7 separate regions of the Mus musculus genome follow, and regions 1, 2, 4, 5, 6 and 7 are each linked to region 3. A link is a contact called in public ChIA-PET, HiChIP or PLAC-seq and promoter capture Hi-C data. All regions are on one chromosome and are shown on one strand. The core of a region is the stretch at or near the end of the contact, and the rest is flanking DNA. Distances in the headings are between cores, read along the strand shown.

Region 1 (3,299 bases), core at 299-2,798, 900 kb after region 3:
AGATGGTTGTGAGCCACCATGTGGGAGCTGGGAATTGAGCATGGGTCCTCTGAAAAAGCAGCCAGTGCTCTTAGCCATTGAGCATCTCTCCAGCCCCCAAACTAAACTTTCTCATGTAGAAGGTGAATATTATTAGTCCCATCTCATTGAATTCAGTGAGAAAATGTGTTTATATACAGCAAGGACTGAAAAATGAATAGAAATCGTAGCCTATACAACTAACCAATGTTTAAAACTATTAACTATCAATAATAACATTACTAAGAATTCTCTTCAAAACTATGTTAGTCAATTTGATTGGCATTTCACAAATCTTTTATACACCTATTACCCATATATGTGCCCGTTGTCTCCTCAGAGTATTTTTCTTTTGGCAGCAATCCTATGGGTGAAATTAGAATTGAAATTCCCCTTGAGGTAAAAAACAAAACAGGCTTATAGGAGGATTAAAAGGTAAGAGAGTTGAAGTTTTAGACTCTCAGACTTGATAGAGCACATAAAGAACGGGGGATATAGGTCACTGGTAGATCACATAAGGGCAAGACAGATAGACGGGGGGGGGGGGGGGGGGAGCCAAAGAGGAAGAGACAGTGGCAGAGACAGAAGAGAACACTGAACATCAGTGGTTAGTGGGTAAATTAATATTTATCACCTAGAGAGTCCCAAAGGTTTCTTTTCCTAGAGCTGTGTGGTTTTCCAGGAATTGATGATTTTTTTTTTTTATAAGAACTTTTCTACAACTTTGTTCAATTTAGGAAAAATAAAGTTTTGTTGCGTGAGGCTAGTTGTTTTAATCAATCAGCTACTTTCTTTGGGGCATGACAGGAGTATTACATCCCTAAAGATAGTACCGAAGAGGTGAGCAAGTCCTGCCTGCTTTAAGCTGAAGGGGCCGGGACATGGTCAGAAACGCATTTGACAGGCCACACTGCTCCTGTCATCTTGAGTCAGGTTTTCCTAATAACCAAAATCCAGCTGTGTGCCAGTTCAGTGCCTAACTCACTCTCGGCATCCCTTTAATGGATCAGCTGCAACTTAGCCAACAGCAAGGTGAGCGAGGCAGGAGCAGAAGTACGGACATTTCATCTCTACTGCTAGGTACTGCTCAAGTCAAAACCTTCAGGCAGGAGGCTGCAAAACTCTCTTCCTGAATCTTCCCCCACCTCATGGCAAAACCAAGCAGTTTCATTCTTTCTGTCTCTCATCTTCCTACCCTCCTCCCTCCCCCATCCACCCCTGCCACAGAGTCAAGAGAACTTTGTATGAAGTTCCCTAAGACCATCACAGAGCTGACACCTACCTTCTTCCCAAAGCGCCAGTCTGCACAGGATACTCCTCGCCTGTGGGGAGCAACTGGAGAGGCTTCCCGTTCCAGGCAGCTTTGTTCTCAAGAGCAACACACCTCATCTATACGTAAGCCCTGAAATTCTTGCAGAGACCCACCCTCGAAAGTTGCAAGTCAAGATTTCTGACTGAGGGCAGTTAGTCACGTGAGGCAAAGCTACTGGATGGCACCTTCAGGTTCTTCCAGCTGGGATGCCGCTTCCTGTTTCACCACTGGGAGAAGTAAAAACTGGAGTCTTGTCAGACACTGACTACAAAGAAAGGCACCCATTGCCTCACCAGCACCGCCTAGGGTACACGGGCATTAGTCTGCCTCAGACTGACCTGGCTTCGCTCTTTACACTAAAGGAAAGGGACTTAGATGGCTGGCCGTAGAGCAACTCGGAACACTGTGGACAGGTTATAATTGACCGTGAGCCTGTGAGCAGGTTTGACAACTACAGTATACTCTAGTAGCTGCAAATCCTGGCAGGGTATTTGGCTGACTAAACCATCATCACTAACACTACAACCACCACAGCATAAGGCTTATCCATGAAGGAGCCTTAGACCCCAGAATGCGGTTTCTCTGCTTACTTCAGTGATGGGGGCAAAATCTATTTAAAGAAAAAAAATAGCAACCTAAATAAATGAATAAAATAGTCTGGCAACTTTTTTTTTAAAGAGCAATCAGATGTAATTCACCTTGCTTTTGTTTCAGGCTCAAAGAGCAATCAGCACAAAGAGAGATGAGCCTATTTAAAGGCATCGGGACAGGGCCACTCTCTGCTTGAAGTGTTTTGTTTCAAAAGGGAACATGTGCTCATGACTGGGTTTATTTGAGATGGTGTACTGTTCGTGTGTGTGTGTGTGTGTGTGTGTGTGTGAGTGTGTGTCTCTGTGTGTGTGTGTTTGTGTGTGTGTCTGTGTGTGTGTGTCTGAGTGTGTGTCTGTGTGTCTGTGTGTGTAGGGCAGCTCTACTTTCTCTTGTGGAAGATAAACTGGCTCTGGGCTTGGATTATTTAAAGATGCTTTGATAGTAAGAAAGCTCCAACATGTCGATTCATGTATGCTGGTAAACCAAGCGCAGCATCCTTGGCAATACTGCAGCACATCTTCTTCCGCCCTGGAGCTGGATCCCAGGAGCCACAAGTGCCTCCAACTGACGAAAGCCTTTCATTTTTTTCTGTCACCTGGTATGTGACAGAAAAACTTAAAAGAACCAAAAGTAGAGAAAACGACATGCCAGTGTCAAATGAACAGCAGCTCCTGAGCTTTTGGAATTTCCATGCTGGACTTGGTTCACAGGAAGAGGACTGATTAAGCCCTTTCATTCAATACTTGTTCACTCAGTTCTTCCTAGATTTTCTTTTTGCAGATTATTTTTTATGAACAAGTTAACAGAGCTAGCACATTTTGGGGAATGGATGTGGTTTATGCTGGTAATCCCAGCATATAACAAGCAAGGGGATCAACAAAGTTTCAGGTTAGAGTAAGCTACATTCCAGGCCAGCCTGGGCTCCAAAGTGAGACTCTGTCTCACAAAACCAAAGCAAACAAACATCCTTAGATAGGAAGGCTGAAGCCCAGAAGGTCACCAGAAGGGGAGACGGCCACTCAGGTCTCCCTTGCTTGCTCTATGTGTGCGCCTGGCTCTCTGGCAGGATCTGCCCTTCCAGATCTAGCCCAACTTCCCATAGCTCCTTTGCTCACTTTTCTAACGTATTGTTTTCTTTCTCCTTCCTGTCTCTGGCTGATATGTTTTTTTTTTTTGAAGAGATATGAAGAGAATTTGATAATTATAATAGATCACAAGGCATACACTCATACAGTCACAGCCACATAAATAATACAATTAAATAAGTAAGAAATCAATGACACTTAATGTTTTATATAAGAACATTGCTAGACTTCCCTTGTCTGGCTGATATGTTGACCTTTCCCTACAGGATCAAGAGCAGCCTGCTCCAAGACGC
Region 2 (3,311 bases), core at 515-3,014, 850 kb after region 3:
CCCACGGTGACATTCAGAGAAGAAATGAGGGGCTTAAGAATGATCAAATCTCTTAAATTCATGTTAAATAAAAGTGCGCTATGTTGCTTCCAATTTCCTCTAAAAGCCCTTCTTGTGTTTATGTGGAGAATGACAAGATAAATATGTCAGCTTGCCATGTTTCCTCATGTGATGTGTGTGGACTGGTAGCTCATCAGGAAAACTGCCCATTTTTATAAGAATCAAGTTTCAGTGTCAAGTCTATTTCCAAGCAGCAGGATGTCTGCTGAGCATGATCTATGCATGTAACTTTAAACTATAGCTATATTATTTTTATTCATGCATGTGTGCATATTCATGTGTGGATGGGTGCACATGTATGGAGGTTTGTGAGTGCATGTGTTTATGTGTGAAGGTAGGTAGCAACCTTGGGTACCATCCTTAGGAATGCCATCCACCTCCTTTGGGTCCATGATCCTCATTGGCCTAAAGCTCATCAATTAGGATGAGCTAGCTGGTCAGCAAACCAAAGGGACTCTTCTGTCCCTGCCTCTCAAGCACTGAGGTCACAAGATGTGTCATCACACCTGACTTCTCATGGGTCTCAGGATTAAATTCAGGCCCTCCTGCTTGCAAGGCAAGCACTTTACAGACTGATCCTCTGCCCCAGTCCTGTAGCGGTAGTCTTACTTTCAGCTATTAAAGAATAAAAACAAGTAGTGGACATCCCTCAATTTGTATATACATGCAAGGCCTCTGATTTGAAAAAGAAGGGACTATTACATGCTAATTTTAGCCTTCTTTTCAGCCTGCTATACAAATATATGGGGTCCAAACATTATTAAATCGTTATTTTATAACTTTCTAGTTGCTGTTTATTATTTTGCTCTGGGATTGAAACATTCCATCCTGAAGGGAAGCTCTTTAAACAGAAAAGTAAACAACTCAAAATATCTTCAGGAAGTCCCTGAAGTGGACCATATTCATTAGGCCCCTCCCTCCGAAAGTAAGCAACAAAAACTTAGAGACCTTTTCAGACCCAGTTAAGCCAAACTGCAAATAACAATGTGAGACCAGATCAGCCTGTATGCCTGGAAGCCTGGATGAGGTTTAGGCCAACTGAGGCACCTGAAAAGGACACTCATCAAACTGTTGAACTGCCCATAGGCTGTGCAGTTTAGCTTTGGTGAGCTGCCACCCAGCTGGGGTGGGATTTAATGACACAGCTGTCTGTGAACCAATTCTGCTCCTGTAAGTCACCCCAATAAAACTCATTGGTTCATCAAATTGTACTTTAGTGGTATCCATACTTTGTCTGTTGGGGGTTCCCTGTTGGGGGTGAGTAGACATGTATGTTGCATCTCCCCAGGAAAAGTTTTGTCACACAACAACACCTAAAAAACTGTGGTTTGTTTACCAAAAATTACCTAGCTCTACAAATTCTCATATTTTCTGAGAGCCTGCTCCATGTAAAGGAATTGAAGAGACAAATTCTTAATCTCCACTGTAAGACTTAAAAGACATTTTTAGAGATTTATAAACTTCTGTAATTCCATTTTTAAAGTATCCAAGAATTAGTCAGCTTCGTAACAGCTTAAGTTGCGTGAAATGCTAAAAGCTTTTGAAGCAGAGTTGGCAGTCGGTTTCCTTGGTCCTCTAAGACTTTCAGCTCCCTTCTCTCCCTTTGCAATGCAACTCTGCCTTCAAATGCCATTCTTTAAAGGGAGGCTTAACGGCTTTGGAGGAGTTTGCTAGATTCACAGCCAGTTTTGCCACTGCAGCAGAAAAAGAGATCACATGTGCAAGCCAGCTGAAGTCATGCGCATGGCAAGTATTAGGGCTGCGGGGCCATGATCCTGTCAAATTGCAATTGGAAACAGCTTTTCCCAAGGACAGCATGAGGAATCAGGGATTCTTGCTCAGTGTCTGCCAGACTGCTGCATTTCTAATCGGGCCTGGCATGATCTGTTAGACATCAGAAATGTTAAAGTCACAGTAAAACCAAACAAGGGTGTCCATTGACCTCCAAGTGTGGCCAATGGCTTCCTACCAGACCTAGAATTATGTCACTCACCAGTTAATATGAGGACAGTTCCTGTAGAAGGACAGGAGGTTCAGGAAGGCCTGACCAGATGGTACCACAGGTTAATCTGAAGGCTGTGTCTTTATGCTAACTACTAACATCATTTGTTTAACTGTCCACCTTGGAACCTCATCTCTGTTTCTTCAATTTTTTGGTGTAGAAGTAACGTTTTCATAGGAAAATATTTAGAATTCTCATGAGCTAGAATGTTGATCTGGAACATTTAGTGGAAGTTAATTTTCTGGTACTCCCAAATTTAAGGGAAAGTCAATTTAAAAAAAAAAAAAAAACCAGGAAGCCAGGAGTCGTTCACAAATTTAATCCCAGGGCTCAGGAGGTAGAGGCAGGATAATCTGTATAAGTCAGTGTGGTCTACATAGTAAGTTCTAGGCCAGCCAAGATGACCTAGTAAGACCCTGTCTCCAGGGGGAAAAGTCCCAAACAAAACCCATGTCAGAAGTTTAAGGAAAACAAAAATATCTCAGGGTTTAGTTTAAAAAATATCAATCCAGGTAAGATAAAGATTAATCCCTAAACTCAGATCTCTAAATCTAGATGCTCATAGATGGCTGGGAACTCAGAGGCCAGTGACAGCAGTACCTGTTTCATTTGTTCCCTCTTCAGGGGTCTTTCAGGTAAACTTACTACAGTAGAAAATAAATAAATCAGGTTTGACAAAGCAGCTACTTGTTGCACACAACTCCTCACAGTGGAACAAGGCTGTTACACACAGGTGGTGGCACCCCAGAGTGAACCAGCTCTAACTATCACCCCAGAAGATACTTAATGAAGTTCATTTAGGCACACACAACTAGTCTGACTTTCTTTACTTGCTTCCAAGTCAAATCCCATCAGCAGAAGAACCCATGCTCGTCCTCAGAGCCAGTGACTTCTGCTTCCAAAGCACGGCCCAGACTGACTGGTTAGCATACTTCATACACTGTAATTGTAGCCAGTGAGTCACTTCTCTAAGTCAGTGTTTGTGTCTTATGCATTTCTCAAGTCCTGCCCTTACTACTTCTGAAATTAAAAGTCCAGAGCAAATACAAAATGAACAAACATAAACTGTCAAGTATCTAAAGGGTATTAGGAATTGGTATTACAGTTGTGTATTACAGAACCATCTTTTGGTCTTGAAATCACATGTGTACTGCTAGTCCTGTAAGAGTACAATGACTGACGATGACAAGTGCCCATTGTCCAGGGGGGTAGCAGCTGTCTTGACACTGAAGTGTAGTATGTTACTTGA
Region 3 (3,755 bases), core at 555-3,054:
TGTGCAAAATTAAGACAAAAACTAAGAAGCTGACTCCAGAAATGTTTTCTATTATTCCTTTTCTTGTGAACTCCAATTATTAGTATTATATATACATGTATATTGAAATCATAATTACATCGCTTCCCTTTTCTTCCCTTCTGACCAAGCCTCCCATGTAGCCCTCCTTTGCTCTCTTTCATATTCATGGCCTCTTTTTTCTTTAATTGTTGTTGTTAGTTGAGAGAGAGAGAGTTTTCAGGGCTGGCCATTTGGTATTGGTTAATCAGTTGATGTGCTTTTCCTGGGGGAATACTATTTCTCCTGAGCTCAGCATTCTTTAGTTACCTGTAGTGTCATATTATTTTTACTTACAGATAATTAGATAGATGGCTGGATAGTTAAAATAAGGATGCCTAACAAGAAGCCCCTATGCAAATTAACAAACATCCTTTTGTTTTTGTTTTGTCGAGCCAGGACTGATCAAAAGCTCATCAATTTTTTTTAAAGGACAAAGAATAAGGTTTTCTGTTTGTTTTTAAAAAGATGTATTTATTTTATGTATGTGCATACACTGTCTCTCTCTTCAGACAACCCAGAAGAAGGCATCCGAGTCCATCAGATTAATTAGATGGTTGCGAGACACCATGTGGTTGCTGGAAATTGAACTGAGGACCTCTGAAAGAGGAGTCAGTGCTCTTAACCCCTGGGCCATCTCTCCAACCCCCAAAGGGTAAGTCCTAATGGGGGGCGGGGGATGGATTTGAGACACCTCATGTACATAATGGGTTTCGTCAAACAATAGAGTTAAGTCTTAGAGGAAATTTTAAAGATCGAAAGTTGTTGCATCTCTGTGCACTGCATTTAAAAAAATGTTCACTTTTCTTCCCTGGTACTGGGGCTTGACCTGAGTGCCTCTACTGAGCTACGCACCTGCACCCTTTCTTTTTGAAATACTTGTGATTGGTTTCACCTACAGCCTCAGCCTTAGAGTAGCAGAGGCTTGCTGCATCAGAACAATCGGGTTTTTAGTCTTAAGGTATTCATCGACCGTCTACTTAGCCATACAGGAACTGCCAGGTTATTTCACCAAATTGTGATTGTCCTCAGTTATTTCTCACACTAGGGCCTGTTTCTTTTTAAATTTTTATTTACGAGGCAGTGCCTTCACGTAGCTGAGGCTGGCCTTTACTCCTGTCTCCACTTTCAGATCACTGGGATTCAGGCGTGCAGCACCATGCCTGCGCCACGCTTGTCTAAAGGTAGACACCACCTTCGGCAGCGATCAGTGAGCGTTCGGAGACATTAAATCCGGTGCTTAAGTTCTGCTTGTTGACTCCATTGACTTGCGTTACCTAAGCCCGACGGCTTCTGTTTAAGTCAGACTGGCGGTGGAACAGTAGCCGGAATGGCTGATCGAACAGATGCAAGGCTACACAGGGCGATGCCAGGGATTTAATCGCTCGACGTCGAGTTTGACTGTTGGCAGCGGAATGAATGTGTGACTAAAAGAACTGACTGGAGACGCTGAGGCTGGCGCCATCTAAACAACCCACCTAAACGCTAACGCAGTACACCCACTTTCTGAACACCCAGCTCCAAGCCGGAGCCGGAAGCCAGGACGCTAGAGGAAGTCGCGCTCTCAGCCAATAAGCGTCTGGTTCTGAAAATGACTCTCTCATCCCGCCTATTGTAGGACAGCGAGAACTGAGGCGAACTATCGCGAGGTTTCGTTGCCCTGGCCCCCTTCTTCCCCGAACCCTACTCCAGTTAGCCAGGCCCGCCTCTCCGCAGGCTCCGCCCCGTAGCCCCGCCCTCCCTGTGTTTTTAGACTGCCTACCAGCGCAGCCTGAGCCGCTGAGTGCCGGTCAGCGGGCGCCGAGGTGAGTGTCCGGTCTCCAGGCTCACAGGTCGAAGCCGCTGGCTCGACTCCCCGTGGGGACGCTTCATCCCCGTCGCCACAGAAGCGCCTGGGCCTCTGGGAGAGGAACAGTGGGTTGTCCGGCCTTGGATCCCCACCGCTGCCGTGTCCTCCATGGCCCCTGGTACCAGAGTATCCCGGTATCATCATCTGAGTCCCTGCCCCTGGGCTCCCTGCTTCCGAATTCTTACGACCTTTAGACTCGAACTAACTCGGGCAAAACCAAGACGTCTGGTAGTTTTTCTCCTGGAGAAAACAGCCTTTTACAGATGTTTGTAGTATGCAGTTTGTCTCTGATCTCCAGTGTTAGAGAGCCGGCTTGTGTATTCCGTCAAATTAAGTACTGGGAAGTCAGTTATGGGCTACTCTTTAAAATACCTGTACTTAAAATGGGGATATACTTGAGAGATTATTGTGTTTCTCCTGAGAAGACTGGTGTTGGACTTTCAGAAAACTGAAGGAGCAAATGTATCTAGTCAATACCCGTTACATTATTTACAGTAACCGTGGGCAGGGGGTGACGTTTTGAAAGGGCCAGGAGAACTTAAAAAGGCTGTATTGCCAGTGAGTGCATATTGGGAAGCCAAGAGTACGTTCATCTTTGGAAGCTTTTGGATTTCATTTGCATACACGTAATTTCCGAGTTTGTACGAAGATGCATTTCAGCAGAGCCTAATGATGCTTTTGAAGTAACCGGTGCCAGGTGGAACATTCAGAGAGAGCCATCTGGCTACAGGGAGTGAAGATTTTGAATATGGTTTTTTAGTTTGCAAAAGGGAAACTTTCTTGTGTGTAATCTTTGGCTGTTTTATAAGAATGACACAATGGCTACATTTTATAATTGTAAAAGGCTGCGTTATAGGAAAGGTGGTGCCCAGACTTTGGAGTTAGGACCACCTGCATTTCGGTTGTAGCAAAGTACCTCATCTGTAAAGTGGATTAATGTCTGCTGTGCTGCTTGGCTGTGAAGAATAAGATATTTATGACAGCGAGTTTAAATTGTCTGTGAGTGATCTCAATGGGTAGATTAAAAAAAATCAACCTTGGAACAGTTACTCTGATTTCATCCACTTATTAGCTGTTTGAAAGCTAAAAGTATTTTAGAAACTGTATTATGCAGGCATGCAGAAATGAAGAAACTAACATTCCTCTGGATTTAGGGTTTTACAGACTCTCATCTAAATTGTCCGTAAACAGGTGTGCATATCTATCTAGATCTATAGACATATAATATAAAACAAATAGTAAAAACTGAACAACTGGCTTGCTCTGAGAGAGAGCCAAGGAAATAAATAGTTTGGGATAGGGAGGTGAGTTTAATGTTGAAACCTGCAAGACGAGAGAGGCATTTCCAGCCTAAGAGGAGAGCAGCAACTTCTTGGAGAAGTTTGGTAGCTCCCGGGATTAAGAGAGGTCAGGAACTTGGTGAATGCCACAGAGGAAGCTGGACAGGCAGGTTGGGCCCGATGGTCAAGGAAGCTTTGTAAGGCTTTGCTTTTCTCAATAAGGAGTTGCTAAAGGATTTGTTTAGTAAGACGTACCTGAGAGGAAGAGGTGCAATTATGAGTGTGTTTTCAGAGGCCCATTGCTGTGATTGATACGTAGGGAGTGATGCAAGTGGACATGTGGAGGCCAGGGGCACAGCTAGCCAAGGCAGGAGATGGCGGTGGCTTATGGGTTGGGCAGCTGGAGAGAGATGGCTGGAACTGAGATGTATTTGGAAAGAGAGACCCTGGCCTTGATTGAAGAAACTGTGATGGACAGGAGGTTATCCTTTTCTGACTCCCAGCTGCGCTGCTGTGTGGCTAGAAGGGTGCTTCCCCCACATTTGCTGAGACAGGAAAACCTGGTGATG
Region 4 (3,868 bases), core at 996-3,495, 710 kb after region 3:
CCCATGTCCCTACCCAGGATACTGATAAGTCCTGCTGCTCTCTCAATATGTCCATTTATCATCAGTCTCTTTGGCTGCTCACCCTGGGTTTTGTATGGTCTTAAGTTCAGCCTTTGCCCCAGCTCCATACAAAACTGTCCTACTTTCATGCAGATGGGTCCTACCTTCTATGCTAGGAGCTGTGCCAGACACCAGCTGGTAAAGATAAGAATACCCACACCCTTTCCATCAGAAGTCCCCAGGAACCCCTTGTACTCCTAGTCCTTACTGTTGAACCTAACAATTGAACCACATTGATTCAGAAATCCCACCTCATTCTCTTCCCTCCATTCCCCTTTAAAGGAAAATGAATATGAACCTGCCTTCATTAAACCACAGAAACAACCACCATTGTGCAGACCAAAAGTTGTGGATGGGCACTTCCAGATTGGTCATGCGTGCATGTGTGCGTGACACCAGCATTGAATAGATCAAGAGTTCATGAACCCCAGTGAATTCATTAGCTAAGTGCTTCAAAGGTTCATGGTAACCCCCAACTTCCTGTTCGTCCTGCTTTGAGGTGGGATGGAGGACATAAGGGTGGGGCCCCTGTGACAGCATTAGCAGCTTTATGAGAAAAGGAGGAGGGGCTTAAGTTAGCATGCTTGCTGCATACTGCCATGTGACTCTGTGTTGTACTGTAGCAAGAAGTCCCTTGCCAGATGTCAATACCACATGCTTGGATTCCCAACTCCCAGCACTTTAACCCCAAATGAGCGCTACTATTTACAAAGTTACCTGGTCTAGGGCAGTTGTGTTACCACAACAGAAAAGAGAATTAAAGGGATTGGCAAGGAAGTGAGCTAACCAGCCCCTAGAATATATTCTTGCCTCAAGGGAAGAGGAATGCTCAAATGTAAGGGTGATCAGAATATGGTCTTGATAGAAGGTGGATGACAGTCTGCCCTCAGTAGACATCCTGATGTGAGTGGCCACAGGAAACTGAGGAAGTGGTACATGCTGGCAAAGGCTACCACTGACATACCACTCCTAGAAAGCTCTTTTAAGGGCTGCATTGCCGGGGAGCTATAGGACCCTGTGCCAAAGTGAAGTTGGGGTGACCTGTCTGTTTGGCAGAAGGCTCGCTAGCTCTCTCATGTCCTGGTCTGCTAGCAGGCAGGTGGAGACCTGAGGGGGCGTGGCCACATCTGCATCACTGCCCATGCCCTCTTGCCTGTGATGCTGCAGGAAGAGATGCTGGGTAACGCTCCCATGAAGCTTCAGATTGAAGGGAGTAATCACTGCGCCAATGTCCATTGCTACTCCAGGCCCCTCTGCAGCCAGCATTGTCAGCACGGAGTCTGATATGATATGGGGAACAATCTTGGCTGCCGGCTTCATACAGAGCATGGCTCTAAAGAATCATTCTTTGAATACTCCAACATGGTAGCTTACCATGTTCTCAGTAGACACAAGAAGCCCAAGCAGTTGGAGGTTCTGAGCAGCCCCCACAGTATGAGAACAGGGCACAAAAGATTGTTTCAGGCTATGAAACTCACCCCCACCCTGCTCACTCTAAACATCAATGCACCCATTCCAAGTGCTGATGGAAGAGATGGCTGTGAGCCAAGCTTCCACAGGCCACTGCTCCAATTCCACCATGTAGTGAGCGGCTTGTCTGTGCCTTCCCTTGAAAATTCCAGCCTTGGAATTTCTGCTGACATCCAGGCCTCTGGGACAACCACGTTCATTTCAGTGGCCTTTGCTTCCTTATTGTATAGTTTAAAAGCTGGTACCCAGTTTTCCCATAGGCAGAGGGGCTGTGGATTCGAAACTAGAGCAAAGCTTTTCCCACTAAACTGAGAAGACTCTCCTGGACTGTTAGCTCCTCGGTTACACAGAACTACGCAATTTTCCACAAGGGAACACACATTCAGTTGATGCTGCCACCCCATACCAGAAAACATACACACCAGCGGGGTCTCAGGAGAAGCAGACACCAAGTCCTCCTCACCTGACCAAGGGCAAGCAGCTTCCTTTGAAGACCAGATAGGGACTGGGGAGACAGCTCAGCCATTAAAGTGCCTGACAGCAAGGGTGAGGAGCTGATGTCTGTCCTCGGCATCTACATAAAAAAGCTAGGCGTGGGGACCTGCGTTTGCCATCTGAGTGCTGGCAGTTAAAGGTAGGCAGATCCCTAGGGATCACTGGCCACAGCCTGCTAGCTTAACGCACGCAGCACGCACGGTGTGAGCTCCAGGTCAACGACTCTATTTAAAAAAACCAATGTGAGCCAGGCAGTGGTGATGCATGCCTTTAATCTCAGCACTCAGGAGGCAGAGGCAGACAAATATTTGTGAGTTCAAAGCCAGCCTGGCAGCCTGGTCTAGAGAGTGAGTTCCAGAACACACACACACACACACACACACACACACACACACACACACACACACACACACATGTTCATTTACCCACAGACAGTGAACAGGAAAGGCAAGGAACCTTCCTAGTGTCAGAGTACTAAGGCCCAGTGAGTAGGTGGACTCTGCTCCGATGAGAGGCGAGCACTGCTCTCTTGGCTAGCACTAGAGTGTTGCACAAGGTCACCTGAAAGAATCAGGGTAGAGAAAAGGCATTTATCCGTGCCAGCCCCCATCCCAGGCTCAGGCAGACGGACTGGCACAGCCTTTGTCAGCTCCGGCTCACAGTGCTCCACTTCCAACTGTCCAAACTAGACTTCCTGGTCACGCCTGTATAAGCTTGGGGATAAGCAGAGCATCTTAACTGAGAAAACAGTTGACTAACACAAACATATCTCAGAGGGTGCCCGTGGAGGCCACCCGCATGGCACCCATTCTTCACAGTGCCTTCCCTGAAGGTGACTTCTAGGTTCTATAAGGTCCACCAGACAAGTATCTATAGCTGAAGGCAGGCTAGACACGAACAGATCCTTGTGTGTAACTTTCTTCGGATGTTGGTACAGAGTTGGAGGAGGAGTCTATGACAGGGAGGTGCAGAGATCAATTCCAAACCTACCAGAGGGAAGCGTCTGAGGCCCATGGTCACTCCCGAGATCAAGCAGGGGAGGGAATAGGTTGTAATCAGAATGGTTGTCAAACAACAGCATACCGGCCACATAGTTCCCAAAAGATAAGGGAGTCCAGCTGCCTAGCGCACCTCCATAGCATCTGTCTTAGGCCCAACTACTGGGCTGGACAGAAATGGCTACAATTTAACACTGCTTTCAGTTCAATAGCTCAGCAAATGCTTGTGGGTAGGGAGAGCTGTGTTTTAAAGGCAAGGTTTTATTGCTTTCATGAAGGTGCCTCATGGATAACAAGAATGCTCAGGAGAAAGATAGGGACAGGAATAGAGTTCTACACCCACACATGCACAAACACAGAAACTCATCTTACCCCAGATGCAAAGCCCACTGTTTATATGAAACACCCCCAGACACAGGTGTTGTGACTCTGCCTGGGGACCCAATTAGGAAGCCATCATTCTGTCTCCCAGCAGCCAGGAGACAAGAATGGTCCACGAGGGAGGAAGAGGGGGATTAGTAACATAGCAAGGTAGGCCTTGGAAGGCAGCCACCCTTTCCTCCGGGTGCTGAAAACTGTTGGCACCAGAAGGAACTGTGTTGTTGGAAACCCTTCCCAACGGAATGCAGACTGAACGCCCGCACATCCCAGGGTACAAATAACCCCAAACAGTCTTTAAAACAAGCACTGGGGGCTGGGGTGTAATTGAAGTACCTCTGTATGAAGCAATGGTTTGCCTCGTTATTTCCAGGGCTTTGTCATGCTATGGCACTCGATGCTTTAAGTTTTGAACTCATGCCATTTATCAAAGACAATGAAATCCTCAAGGCACGTCTACTTATCAC
Region 5 (3,718 bases), core at 191-2,690, 720 kb before region 3:
CCCTTTCCCACTGGAAGCTGTTAGGACTGTGCCCTATGTGCGGGGGAGGGGGGGAGCAGGAGCTACAGGAAGAACGGGAAGGGTCCCACAGCTATGTGCACCCCAAGGCAGGCTTGGAGAAGCAAGCAGCCTCCAGGCCGCCCATTGGGTGCCTCGTGCTCTTTGAGAGAATTTGTGACCGAGTTTATTTACTTAAAATAATTAATTTTGTTACTAATATGACTTTAGTAACAAAATTATAAAACTGTGAAATCTGTGCTCCTGTTGCATGCTTAACATTTTTATCAGTGAAAGGAGGTGGGAGGGAGAAAGGAGGAAGAAGAACGTGGAGGGAGGAGGAGACAAGAGGGGAAAGAGGACAGAGGGGGACAAGAAGAGGCGGCTGGAGGCCCCATTCAGAAGTCTCCACTATATTTAATCTTGTCACATCATTCAAATGTGGGATACGGGTTGGTCCTGCCTAACCCCTTTTTAAAACAGATGCATTCTGTTGCACTAACACAGACGCTGGGGGTTGGGGGGGGGGGGAGTGGGGCGGGGAGGAGGGAGAAGGGGAGGGGAGAAGAGGCGGAGGGCGGGGAGGGAGTGGTACGTTGACACTCACTATTTCTTCCCCTGGGGCGAAGGGAAATACATAGTGTTATTAAGGACACATGCCGGTGGCTGGTGGGAGGGTTCATAAACAGTGTCTTCTTGGACTTTGCAAGATGAGGGTGAGAACCCCAGAGCGTGCCCCGGTGGCCTTGGTTTGTACGATGCTGCCATCGTGTGGCAACTGCAGGTATTGCTCCCGGAACCCAGGAGCGCATGCGAGCACAGCTTGGTTTATGTTACTGTTTTGGTTTTTTAGTTTGCTTGCTTGCTTGCTTGCTTGCTTGCTTGCTTGCTTGCTTGCTTGCTTGCTTGCTTGCTTGCTTGCTTGCTTGCTTGCTTGCTTGCTTGCTTGCTTGCTTGTTTGTTTGTTTGTTTGTTTGTTTGTTTTGAATGATGGGTCAACTAAGCTGGCAACCAAGTTTTTGAGGGAAATGAGATTTAAATGCTGCTATCTGCTCTGAGTCTCCTCCAGGACACGTTCCAAGCCACATGATGTGAGCCTTCGCTAGCTGAGGCAGAGATGTGTCTCAGCGGGGTGGTCAGAAGGTTCTATATAAAAGGCAGTCTCCAGCATGGGACTTGTAAGATATCACCTGAGCTTCTCCTTGTTCCAGGGTTGGACTCCGTGTTCAGAGTCCCTGAGGTCCTCTGCGCGCAGAGTCAAAGTTTTCTTAGACGATATATATGTTAGAAGTGGTCTGGGTCCCAGAGCTAGGGGGTGGGTGCCTGGGGGTTCCACGGCGTCCAAACGCACAGCTACGGCATCTCAGGAAGAGTGGCAGACAAACATAATCACAGACAGAACTAGGAACCGAACAGACAGGAAGAAGAAAACCTGCAAGTCACGATATGACTTCATGGTTACCACTACTGCGGCAGGTGGTGGTGCCACTATCGGCTGGTGCCAACACAGTCACAGGCGGGGCCACCAGCTGACCTTCTGTGGCCCACGTGGTAGGGAATGTGAGCCCAGAAATGACAATGGGACAAACATGGAGGTGCTACCAGTTTGGGGCAAGATGGGGGGATGGATGGTCAGCATCACCGAGCCTCAGCTCTTAAAGCAAATGCCAAGAAGAAAGAAGTGCAATCCTGTCTGGAGATGACTCTGGATGGAGTGTGGAGTCACCTGGACTGCATTCTCTGCCATTCAATAGGGCAGAGCCTGTGACATAGATGAAGCATGGTGGGCAGGGATTCTAGTCTCAATTACACACCCCTGAGGGCAAACTCTGCAGGTCAGAAATAAACAGACCTTTAGGATCCTATTCGGATCCGTCCTAAGACAACCCTCCCATGCTAGGATCTGAGACGCTCCAGTCTCATATAAAATGCTGTATTTGCATAGAATTTGCACGAACTCTCCCGAAGACTAGGCTATTGCTAGGTGACACCCAGAATCTGATGCTTAAATGGCGTGTGGATAGTTGTTAAACTGCATCACTGGGGGACATAACGACAGGGGAGAACGGGCTTTCGTGTTTGGTCGCACCGGCAGCTTTTTATGGCATGCTTTCCGGGAGTTGTTGAGTGCACAGACGGGGAAACAGTAAATGAAGAGTGGCCTGCACAGTCAAGAATGAGGCGGATGGAACATTTACCGAGTAAAGGCTTCCGTGTCTGGAATTAACCCTTCGAGCTCTCAGGGGATCCTCATGGGGCTGTTGGTCCATACACATCCAGCAAAGTCCCTGAGGCTTGGGACTGCAGTGTCTGCAGGGCCAATGTTATCTATCAAAAGGCAGCGGGCAGGCCTTTAGAATCAAAACTTGATCTTTTTTTTTCCTAACATAGAAACTGTAGAATCCTGTAGAATTCAGGAAACTGAGGCAGAAGGTGGGCTGGTACAAGACCAATTAGGGTTAGAAAGGTCAAAAACAGAAAAAGCACAGCTTTAATCCCAGCACTTGGGAGGCAGAGGTGGACAAATCTGAGTTCAAGGCCAGCCTGGTCGACAGAGTGAATGGGCGCCAGGGCAGCCAGGGCTGTGCAGAGAAGAAGAAAAAGAAAAGAAACATTGTCTCAAAAGAAAGAGCAAGAAACCCTAAGTATTTATTTTTATTTTTAAAATGAATCATCATGGTGTTGCTTATGGACTCCATGTCCCCACATCCCAGACCCCCCCCCCCCCAACCCCCAGCCCCTGCCATGCCATCTCAGAGGGCCAGGCCCTGGGCAGTCATGGCTATTGTACTGCATGACAAGGGACATCCCATTCTGGCCTTAAGTTGTGTTTCCAGTATCACTAGGGCTTTCCACAGTTTTCTGTCCTGTGGCTTAGTAGTTTCCCCCCATTCTGCCTTCCCTGTCTACTCATTGTCAAGAGCCTCGAGGAAATGTGACATGTCTGAAGAAAATGAGGTTACAAAGGATTAGCCAGTTCCGTTAAGCAGCCCTTGACCCTTCACAGAAACACCTCAACGCTGTGACATCGAAGGAAATTACTCCTTCCTAATGTCTTGTCTGAAGCTGACCCAGGGCTTTCCCCTGGCCAGAGCTGGGGCTGGGATACCCTTAGACATCTTGCTCTCGTGTGGTGGTGCAAGCTCAGGACAGCAGGCACTCATTTCTCCTCCCTCTCCTGCAGCAGTCTGTGCTCTGAAGCGGAGACACCGAAGAGGAAGAGACGACACAGGAAACTTGCATCTCACGGTGTGATGGCTATTCTTGGTTGCCAACTCGACTACACCTGGAAGTAACTAAAACCCAAAAATGGAGGCCACACCTGGATTCACTTTTAGTCTGGATCTTTGAGGTGGGAAGACGCACATCTAATCTGGGCCACACCCTCTGCTGTCAGCCTATACAAAGACATGGAAGAAGGGAGCTTGCTCTCTGCCTGCTGGCCCTCACGCTCGCTCTCTGGCAAGTTCAATGTGGCATTAAGATCTATGTCTTCAGGATCCCATTGTATACTGAAGACCTGCTGAGACACCCGGCCTTGTGGGCTGAATAACTATGAGATTCATGGACCTTGCATCCCTAGGCAGCCATTGTTAGCAGTAACAGGACCATAGCCCGTAAGTCAGTATAATAAATCTCCTTGCTGTATATAGATTCATTCTCTGTTTGTCTATAGAGAACTCTGACTAATACACACAGCTTCTCAAGATGAAAACTCAAG
Region 6 (3,749 bases), core at 1,245-3,744, 980 kb after region 3:
AATTTGCATATGTCAACACTCTTGTCTTGTTTAATTGCATCTTTTTCTGTGTGTATGCTGGATAGGACTGGACTAAGGGCCGTGCGGATGCTGGATAAGCCTGCTGCCACTGAGCATCCTGGAGCGTGATTGACATAGGGTTTGATGTGTGACTTATTCTACCCTTTAACCTGTTCCCAGGATGGTCTCAAACTCACTGTGCTGCTGCCCCCACCTTTGATTTTGTGCTACTCTACCCAACCGAACTATTTTTAGATAAACGGAATAGTTCAGAAATAAACTACACAGATGATAAAATGAATTTCAGCAAAGGCAGAATAAATCATTGAGAAAAAATATTTCTTTGTGTTTGTATAAGTAGAGGGGATAGTGTGTGTGTGTGTGTGTGTGTGTGTAGGTGTACATGTGATCAGAATACACCTTAGTTCCTTAGGTGTCCGTGTTCTTCTTTCTCAGTGACATCCAGGCTAGAGCTCATGTTGTCGGGTTCTCTTGGCAAAGCACCTTTACCTGCCCCCCCCCCCATTTTGTAAAGAAAGCATTTTTAACAAATGGTGCCAAAACAAGTAGATAGCCACATGGCAAATGATGAACCTTGATCTTACTTTATACCATACATAAATGTTAACTAGCAGTAGATCATTGACCTACATAAGGGTTTAAAGTGCAAAATACCTAGAGGAACAGGAAACATGGCATGTTGTGTTGGGCAGAGTTTTCTTCAGCAGAGCAGTAGTTTAGGGAATGCTTTAAAGAGAGAGCCGAGTGTAGGTCAGTGGTAGGTGCTTGTCTATGTTCAGCCTTCAGCATTGCAAAAACCAATCCGTGAGTAAGCATACTCTGTTTGGCCCATATGCAGAATATGCAAAGAGCCTCTATAACTCCATAATAGGACATCCCAACGGAATTGAGTGAACACCAACAGATAATCCATAAGAAAGCATACAGGGAAGCCAGCTCTCTAGGTTCCTGTAATTGTGAATTAACAGGACAGAAATCATCACTTAGCCTTTTAATGGGCAAATTTAAAAGTGGTTCTGATGCTGTGGAGCATCACTGGCAAGGACAGAAGGCAGGGTTCTAGAAGGCACACACACACACACACACACACACACACACACACACACACATACACACTGACCGCAGGCTGCACAGTAAGCTTCTCACACCATTAAACTCTTAACATCAGAGTCTGCAGTCCTCCTCCGTTACAAAGAGAAACAGAAACAGACATGTATGTGATAGCATCGCTCCCAGAGCCTCCCATTGCAGATAAGCCAGTCCTGCTCAGAAGCACCTGCGAAGTGACGTTAGTCAGCCAGCTTCTGCAGCTGACCCCTTCCTAGTGAAAGCCTGCGAAAGCCAAGCTGTGCCCTCCATCTGCTTGGTTCCGAGAATCTAGGTAGAATGTTGGTTGTGAAAGGCAGGAGGGACTTTGGGTGAACAAACCTGTTGTGGATGTTGAGTGCTTTTAGTTAATGCGACTGTGAATTCTTGGAGCTTATGTGTACTTGATAAACAAATCACACTTCCACTTGATAAAGCCTTTAGTAAACAGACCTCACACGGCACAGTGATGTGTCTTTGTTGTTTCCATATGTTATGCTACTGTTTGTTTTAACTGGGTCTCACTGGTGGGTAGATAGCTATCTAGTAAGGAAGCAGAGAAGCTCAGTGGGGTTGTTACTTTAGGCAGAGCACTCAGAAATCTCACTGATACAGAGAAACAGCAGAGACCTATGAAGAAGCTTAAGGAAATCCAGTCAGGTGGTTTTTGCTGTGTGTTACACATTTCTCACTAAGACAGTGTCCTGCAGTTTTTATTGGAGCTGCAAGTGAGCTCTTACCACATCCCACTGACTAATTTGTGCCCTCACAGGCCCTGTTTCATGTCATCACCTTTTCCTGGGGACAATGGCTATAGTTTTTATGCATTATTATCTTCTAGTTCTTGCTTCTGTCCTTTGCTTGCAGGAAGCGGTTGGTTAGTTTATTTGAATGAGTTGTGCTGAGATGAGTTAGGCCACTGCTCTGTGTTAATCTGTGTTTTCTTAGTTCAGTGTAGCACTAGAATGTAAGCGGAGCCTTACCTAGGCATACAGTGAGAACCAGACACGCAGGTGTAACTTCCTGACCGTATTGTAGCTTGACTTGTCAACTAGCATGGCTGTAGGGTGTGGTTAAGAGAACTGCACCTTCAAAGGTCGGAGGAGCGGAGCGAAGGGTTCCCAAGATCCACTAAAGGATCAAGAGGGATTATCTGGAAATAAGTGGCCAGGTATAAAGACACCTTTTGTCATTTTGTGGTAGTGTGTGTGTGTGTGTGTGTGTGTGTGTGTGTGTGTGTGTGAGAAAGAGAGAGAGAGAGAGAGAGAGAGAGAGAGAAAGTGAGTGTGTGAGAGGGGGGAGGAGAGAGAGAAAATGAATGAATGAACGAACGAACGAGCATGGATTTATGTTTATACATGTAGTCCCTGCTAAGACCAGAAGAGGGCATAGGTTCCCCTGAAGCTGAAGAAACAGGTGGTTATGAGCTGCCTGATACCTGTGTCGGGAACTGAATCCAGGTTCTCTGAAAGAGCAGCAAGAGTTTCAGCCACTGAGCCATCTCTCCAGCCATCACTTAATCTAATTTTAAATCAGTTTGGTCTGAGAGCTCAGTCACCCGTAGCGAAAGATGAATGAGTAGTGCATGATCAGACTCTTCCAGTAGGTGGCAGCAGAGTGCTTTACATCAGCTTTCTGGCTTGCCTGTTACATCGTCCTAGATACTGAATATTCTTTTAGTTAAGGCCATTGCCGAGGCCTTCTTTTTTGTTGTTGGTGGTTTTATTGTTGTTGTTATCTGTCACATTATGTCAAATATTGCAAGGAGTTAAAGTAATAGTTTACTTTTTACAGGTTCTATTTGCTAACAACTCTTTAACTGCAGTTTTCACCCGCTACGGTATTATTAATATTTCAACATACCATTTTCTGCCTCGCAGTCTCTTGTAAGAGACTCCAGCTGTTGTAGTCTGGAACTAAATAAGATCTTATTAAACAGTACATAAGTATTTAATCACATAGATTTGGAGGCATTTTGTGCCTGTGAAGAACATTTTTTTTTTTTTTTTTTTTTGTACATAACAGCTGAGTTATGTAGGAGCATTGTCATGCTTGTCACTAGGCCCACCTGGGCGCTCTTCCTCGGCTGGTTTACTTGCTGCCAGGAAGTCGGGTCCACCATGTAGGGGAGGTCATTCTTGTCTCTGTCCCAGGGACACAGGGACGCCAGTGAGATGTGAGCCACAGCTTGCTGACCTTTGGCGCCACAGGAAGGGCAGCGTAGGTGGCGAAGGTCTGTAGCTCAGAGAGCCGCTGGGTAGATGATCCCTGGGAGGTTTCCTTCCCAGGGATCTGTGGTTTAGGAGTCTTTACAACAGTCGTTTGAAAAGCAGTATTTATACAGTGCTGAGGTTTCTCCCGTCTTTGCAACTAAAGCACTTGCTGATACGCTCACAGGACCGTCTGTAGCTGAACTCGAGGTCCTGTCTCAGTCCTGTGCACAGACTGTATCATGCTGTGCCATTCAGCACAGGTCTCACCTGCTTCTTTCATGGAACATAGCAGCAGCACCTTGGTTCTTTGCCTCCCCCTCCACACACACACACACACACACACACACCCTACTAAATTTTAAAACAAGTCTGGCTGACTGTAGGATGCTGTAATTCAGAGCAGCAGTGTTGCTGTGCATGCTTCTCTTT
Region 7 (3,859 bases), core at 919-3,418, 690 kb after region 3:
GCCCAGGGAATGGTCAGGTTATGAAAAGGGCTTGGCACAATGACAAGGCCTGTGGAGTGACACCTACAGAGATGCTACTGTTTGACCTGGGGATGGTCACAAGGATGCTTGCTTTCCATAGTAAGACACTAGGTGGTCAAAAAGTCTGGTTGTGGTCATGGTGTGGAGGATGGAACCCAAAATAGGCCACTAGAGTATACCCAGGGGATGGAACTCTCTCTTAAACTGAATTTCTGGCTCACAAAGGTGTTCCATTTTTAATATTTATTGAGTGGGGGTAGGCATTGTTACAGATGTCTAATAAAGTTATGTCGATTGATGTTTACAAAATAAAGCAGAGGCAAGTAAATAAAATAGGAGTCAGTGGCCCTTGTTTAGCAACCTAGAAGTCATCAAGAAGAGAACTTAGAGAATAAGAATACATCTTAAGTACACTTATGTGTCACAGGTCCCCAAGGCCATGTTGTACACATTGGTCAATGTCCACTCTTACCCAATGTCTGCTGGATTACGTATCAGCCTCCAATCGTACGCGCTCTTTCTATACCTCACCGTTATGTCATCCAAGGACACTTGCAGTGTTATAGTCCCCAGATTTACCTCAGTCAACCCTGAACAGCAGCTTCAGCCCCTTCGGTGTCTCTAATGGATGGATAAAAGACAAGTCCCGCACAGAGATGTTTGCCAAGTTAGCAAAGAAAAAGAGACATTTTCTTAGAGTAATTAAGAACCCACATTTCTTGCTCAGTTCTTAGGCCATTCTCTTGGGGGATGAAACATGCAATTTTAGGGAAGCTTAGAGCAAGCATGAGTGCTTGTACTCTGGAGTTCATTCTAAGTACCTCCAGGCCCCTGCTCCTGGGCCATGAAGAAAGACGCACACCAGACCCCAAGCAGCTCCAGACACTGCCTCCTTAAACCACACCTTACCAGGGTACCATAGCCCCTCAACTAAGGAAGTAGTTTTCTTCAACACAGGGAACCAGCTGCCATCTGAATACTGATCCAATATTCATGAGCTAAAGTCAATGTTAGACCTGAGGAGGAGGGCAATTCCACACAAGTCTGATTAAAGCAAGCCATATGTAAAACTGGCCATGGGAGATCACAAATTCAGTGTGGGTTGGAAAACATGGTTTGCAGGATACATTCATCTTAGGAAACAGAAGTGAATTCTTGTAAGGTATGGAGACTTAATGACAAGGTATAACAATATGGCTCCTTAGCAACAGCATGGCCCCTGTTCCCATCAACCTACTATAACAAGCCCAAGGGAGACCCTAGGACCATTTCATCCTGTGCCGGACAGGAAGGAGAAATGTAGATATGCCATTTCACTAAGGAGTGTGTGTGTGTGTGTGTGTGTGTGTGTGTGTGTGTTCCCTTGGAAAGAAGGTTGAGAAGAACTATGCAGTACAGTAAGGTGGGTGCCAAGGGCAGCCAGAGGAAACAGCTGATCTGTGGCAACTGTCAGCAGTCAGGGCAGCCAGCCAGAGTCTGGGAATGTTCAGTGGTCGTGGTACAGGAAAAGCATGGCATGGAGTTTCTGGCCCTGCCTCAGAGTGAGGTCATTTCCTTGCTCTCTGCTTATAGATGCAGCTCACTGCCAAGGGCTACTTTGGGTGTTAGGATGATCCCAAACCACAGAAATAACATGTGTGTCAGGGTCTGTCTTTAGAAGGTCAAGAAGAAAATAAACAAATGTACTTTGGCTTTTAAGCAAGTTCACACATTTCATGTCCCCTCTGTACTGAAGGTGCGGCCACACGACACCCCAGGGCCAGGCTCCTGTTTGCACTCTGCTACCCTACTCCCACCCCAGACTGAGCCTACCCCACACAGCTCTGGCCAGCCTACGTTGGGCCTTCTCAAGTTTCTCTCCCCTCGGAGGTCTAAAGCTCACAGGCCCACTCGGCCTGTTCTAATTCCAATCCATCTGCCGTTTCCTGCTGCTAAGAGACTCTGGAATCTGTTTCCTTTCCCGTGGTCCCAAAGCCAGACCTTTGTCATCACCTTGAACTTGGATTGCTGGGAAATCTCCTCAGAGGTCACTTGGCTTGTCCCTCCCCTCCCAGACTGGCCTTAAAAGCGGGGCCTCTAGCAGTTCCTCCTCCTGGTCCTTCCTTGAAGACACTGCCCCCTCTCAGGGAGATGTCAAAAGGGAGCTTTGTTTACTTACTGGTCTAGCCTAGCCCCAGCTCCAGGGAAATAGCCTGTGTGAAGGATGTCAGGCAGCAAATGATAGGGGATCCCACAGCTATGGAAAGATGCACACGTCTGCACATGCGTGGATGCAGATACCCTCCCCACAGCAGTTTAGTCCAGGGTTTGGAAAGAAGCTGCACCTGTAAAGAGTCAGGTCAGGGACCACTGCATTTCTGTCCAGGCAAGCCCAGCTCAGCTGGACCTGCAGAGAAGAATGTTTGTACCTGTCATAGCTACACATGCAGAAGCATGAGTCTGAATGCATGTGTGTGCACGCACACACACACACACACACACACACACACAAACACACACACACACACACACACATACACACACACACACACACACACACACACACACGCGCGCGACACTGGTACCACACTATAGAAGATATTATTCCCATCTTTACTCATCACAGATGGACATGGGCACACCCCTACCCTCACACTGCAGGAAGGGACTTTTCCCAGATTCGAGTTACTACCAACCAGGAAGAAGCTGCCCAATGCAAACACTTTGGCTGAGGCCCCTCCTTCAACTACCATAGAGGAAGTAAAGTCTCTGCTTGGTTGTGGGGCTGCACAGATAGCTAGACTCAAAGACAGATTCCTAATCAGGTCTGTGCATAATCTGTTTCCAGGGACTACAGGAGATGGTGGCCACCAACTGTGCAAAGGCCAGGGAGTTTCTTACTCAAGCAGATGAATCAGGTTCTCACACAGGCATCTTTAACCCCTGAAGCTGCACATTTTAGTATTGAATGCATGGATATTTTTAAAAGGTTTCTAGTGTTCAGTGGATTTTCAAAGGGGTCCACGACCTCAAAAAAGTTGAAAGTACTTAAATACAGGAATCCCAGGACACAAAGACATTCCTCTGGAAAAAAAAAATCTCCTCAGTATAGCCATGCCAGACCAAAAGACCCTGGGAAAATCACCCCCTTGGCCCTCAGGGATTACTCGAACATTCCTCGGAAGGTGATAACCAGTAGAGTTTTAGAGAATGTGTTTCCCTTTGCCAGATCTCAACGAACTGACACGTGGAATGAATGAGGCAGGGTCTGTTATGATTCTCCAGCAAAGTTACTCTCAACAGAACAGCCGAGGTAATGAGAAGGTTGAGGTCTGGGTTTTGTCACCTCGGTGCAAGCACTTCATTGAGAAAGCATCTTGCATTGAGCATCCAACTTAAATCGGGTGGGCGCTGTGAGTATGAAGTCAGAAAGAGCAAGCGACCAGATGAGCATGCATACAGTCACGTACACAGATGACATAAAGACTGATGGATCTTAACCACTTTGACTTTGGAATGTCACAATGCTACCTGAGCCATAAACATATAAGAGAGGCCAAAACTTTGAATTTTCATCTGTGTGCCTGGGCTAGTGATATGGAACCCAGGGTGTTGTCTCATGACACTTAAGCAACAGCTAGCCCCCAGATCACCAGCGGACACAACCCATGCCTTACACTGGACTGTGTTTCTTCTGTAGATTAAGTGTACCCTATGCATTCTTATAGCATAGGGCATTTTCATCTGAAGACAGATTCATTGGGATATACACCTTTGTATGTCAAAGGAAATCTATATGAAATCCTGAGTGCTAAAATGTATATGTGAGTCTTGAACAAGAAACCACTGCAGTCTGTAG

The links. Promoter capture Hi-C pulls out the DNA fragments that hold promoters and counts their contacts. ChIA-PET counts read pairs in DNA pulled down with a chosen protein or histone mark. HiChIP or PLAC-seq counts read pairs in DNA pulled down with a chosen protein or histone mark.
Region 1: a contact with region 3 is called in an H3K4me3 HiChIP or PLAC-seq map of bone marrow-derived macrophages, with 6 times the contacts expected there. The contact joins the promoter of Cers3 here to the promoter of Lrrc28 in region 3. A contact is called at or near these places in 4 of 39 promoter capture datasets (the C10 cell line, cranial neural crest, liver and 1 more), 1 of 15 datasets of contacts at CTCF or cohesin (the NIH/3T3 cell line), 8 of 115 datasets of contacts at active chromatin or transcription factors (T-cell acute lymphoblastic leukemia, bone marrow-derived macrophages, cardiomyocytes and 4 more) and 1 of 9 other capture datasets (macrophages).
Region 2: a contact with region 3 is called in a promoter capture Hi-C map of second pharyngeal arch cranial neural crest, with 4 times the contacts expected there. The contact joins the enhancer-like site here to the promoter of Lrrc28 in region 3. A contact is called at or near these places in 14 of 39 promoter capture datasets (the 3T3-L1 cell line, the C10 cell line, cranial neural crest and 8 more), 18 of 115 datasets of contacts at active chromatin or transcription factors (the 230-238 cell line, the NIH/3T3 cell line, the SCID.adh cell line and 10 more) and 2 of 9 other capture datasets (adipose tissue and embryonic stem cells).
Region 4: a promoter capture Hi-C map of hippocampal neurons shows a contact between it and region 3, with 3 times the contacts expected there. The contact joins the enhancer-like site here to the promoter of Lrrc28 in region 3. A contact is called at or near these places in 4 of 39 promoter capture datasets (the 3T3-L1 cell line, hippocampal neurons and liver), 3 of 484 Hi-C or Micro-C datasets (cortical neurons and embryonic fibroblasts), 2 of 115 datasets of contacts at active chromatin or transcription factors (pro-B cells and stem cell-derived neural progenitor cells) and 2 of 9 other capture datasets (adipose tissue and liver).
Region 5: a contact with region 3 is called in an RNA polymerase II ChIA-PET map of memory CD8 T cells, with 3 times the contacts expected there. The contact joins the enhancer-like site here to the promoter of Lrrc28 in region 3. A contact is called at or near these places in 3 of 39 promoter capture datasets (the HPC-7 cell line, hippocampal neurons and pre-B cells), 1 of 15 datasets of contacts at CTCF or cohesin (pro-B cells), 1 of 484 Hi-C or Micro-C datasets (Th17 cells), 9 of 115 datasets of contacts at active chromatin or transcription factors (the NIH/3T3 cell line, astrocytes, bone marrow-derived macrophages and 6 more) and 3 of 9 other capture datasets (adipose tissue, liver and pancreatic islet).
Region 6: an H3K4me3 HiChIP or PLAC-seq map of the SCID.adh cell line shows a contact between it and region 3, with 9 times the contacts expected there. The contact joins the enhancer-like site here to the promoter of Lrrc28 in region 3. A contact is called at or near these places in 7 of 39 promoter capture datasets (the 3T3-L1 cell line, the C10 cell line, embryonic stem cells and 3 more), 3 of 15 datasets of contacts at CTCF or cohesin (embryonic stem cells, large pre-B cells and pro-B cells), 8 of 484 Hi-C or Micro-C datasets (B cells, the Ba/F3 cell line, the G1E-ER4 cell line and 3 more), 7 of 115 datasets of contacts at active chromatin or transcription factors (the SCID.adh cell line, astrocytes, bone marrow-derived macrophages and 4 more) and 1 of 9 other capture datasets (embryonic stem cells).
Region 7: a contact with region 3 is called in an H3K4me3 HiChIP or PLAC-seq map of embryonic limb bud, with 4 times the contacts expected there. The contact joins the enhancer-like site here to the promoter of Lrrc28 in region 3. A contact is called at or near these places in 7 of 39 promoter capture datasets (the 3T3-L1 cell line, the C10 cell line, the HPC-7 cell line and 4 more), 2 of 484 Hi-C or Micro-C datasets (the C2C12 cell line and uterus), 5 of 115 datasets of contacts at active chromatin or transcription factors (bone marrow-derived macrophages, embryonic limb bud, neural progenitor cells and 2 more) and 3 of 9 other capture datasets (adipose tissue, liver and macrophages).

The regions. Positions count from the first base shown.
Region 1 is chr7:66,741,753-66,745,051 of GRCm38.p6, reverse strand. It overlaps Cers3 (ceramide synthase 3), which reads right to left and starts at 1,548. Exons shown (of 11, transcript NM_001164201.1): 1 at 1,301-1,548. The coding sequence starts at 1,407.
Region 2 is chr7:66,797,509-66,800,819 of GRCm38.p6, reverse strand. All of the region lies in intron 10 of Cers3 (ceramide synthase 3), which reads right to left. Among named protein-coding and RNA genes, the nearest start is that of Adamts17, 41 kb to the left of the region's middle. Within about 2 kb of position 1,764, at least 16 of the 459 cell types and tissues checked have an H3K27ac peak or open chromatin away from gene starts, as enhancers often do. A contact at or near this core is called in second pharyngeal arch cranial neural crest, where this site is marked.
Region 3 is chr7:67,643,285-67,647,039 of GRCm38.p6, reverse strand. Lrrc28 (leucine rich repeat containing 28) reads left to right here and starts at 1,804. Exons shown (of 10, transcript NM_175124.5): 1 at 1,804-1,862. It also overlaps a transcript of Ttc23 not described here.
Region 4 is chr7:66,933,963-66,937,830 of GRCm38.p6, reverse strand. The region is part of intron 7 of Adamts17 (a disintegrin-like and metallopeptidase (reprolysin type) with thrombospondin type 1 motif, 17); the gene reads right to left. Among named protein-coding and RNA genes, the nearest start is that of Gm33627, 96 kb to the right of the region's middle. Within about 2 kb of position 2,245, at least 24 of the 459 cell types and tissues checked have an H3K27ac peak or open chromatin away from gene starts, as enhancers often do. A contact at or near this core is called in cortical neurons, hippocampal neurons, liver and 1 more, where this site is marked.
Region 5 is chr7:68,366,898-68,370,615 of GRCm38.p6, reverse strand. No RefSeq gene overlaps it. Among named protein-coding and RNA genes, the nearest start is that of Gm16158, 16 kb to the right of the region's middle. Within about 2 kb of position 1,440, at least 24 of the 459 cell types and tissues checked have an H3K27ac peak or open chromatin away from gene starts, as enhancers often do. A contact at or near this core is called in memory CD8 T cells, where this site is marked.
Region 6 is chr7:66,660,641-66,664,389 of GRCm38.p6, reverse strand. The region is part of intron 4 of Asb7 (ankyrin repeat and SOCS box-containing 7); the gene reads left to right. Among named protein-coding and RNA genes, the nearest start is that of Asb7, 27 kb to the left of the region's middle. Within about 2 kb of position 2,494, at least 51 of the 459 cell types and tissues checked have an H3K27ac peak or open chromatin away from gene starts, as enhancers often do. A contact at or near this core is called in B cells, the Ba/F3 cell line and the SCID.adh cell line, where this site is marked.
Region 7 is chr7:66,953,815-66,957,673 of GRCm38.p6, reverse strand. The region is part of intron 7 of Adamts17 (a disintegrin-like and metallopeptidase (reprolysin type) with thrombospondin type 1 motif, 17); the gene reads right to left. Among named protein-coding and RNA genes, the nearest start is that of Gm33627, 120 kb to the right of the region's middle. Within about 2 kb of position 2,168, at least 58 of the 459 cell types and tissues checked have an H3K27ac peak or open chromatin away from gene starts, as enhancers often do. A contact at or near this core is called in embryonic limb bud and neural progenitor cells, where this site is marked.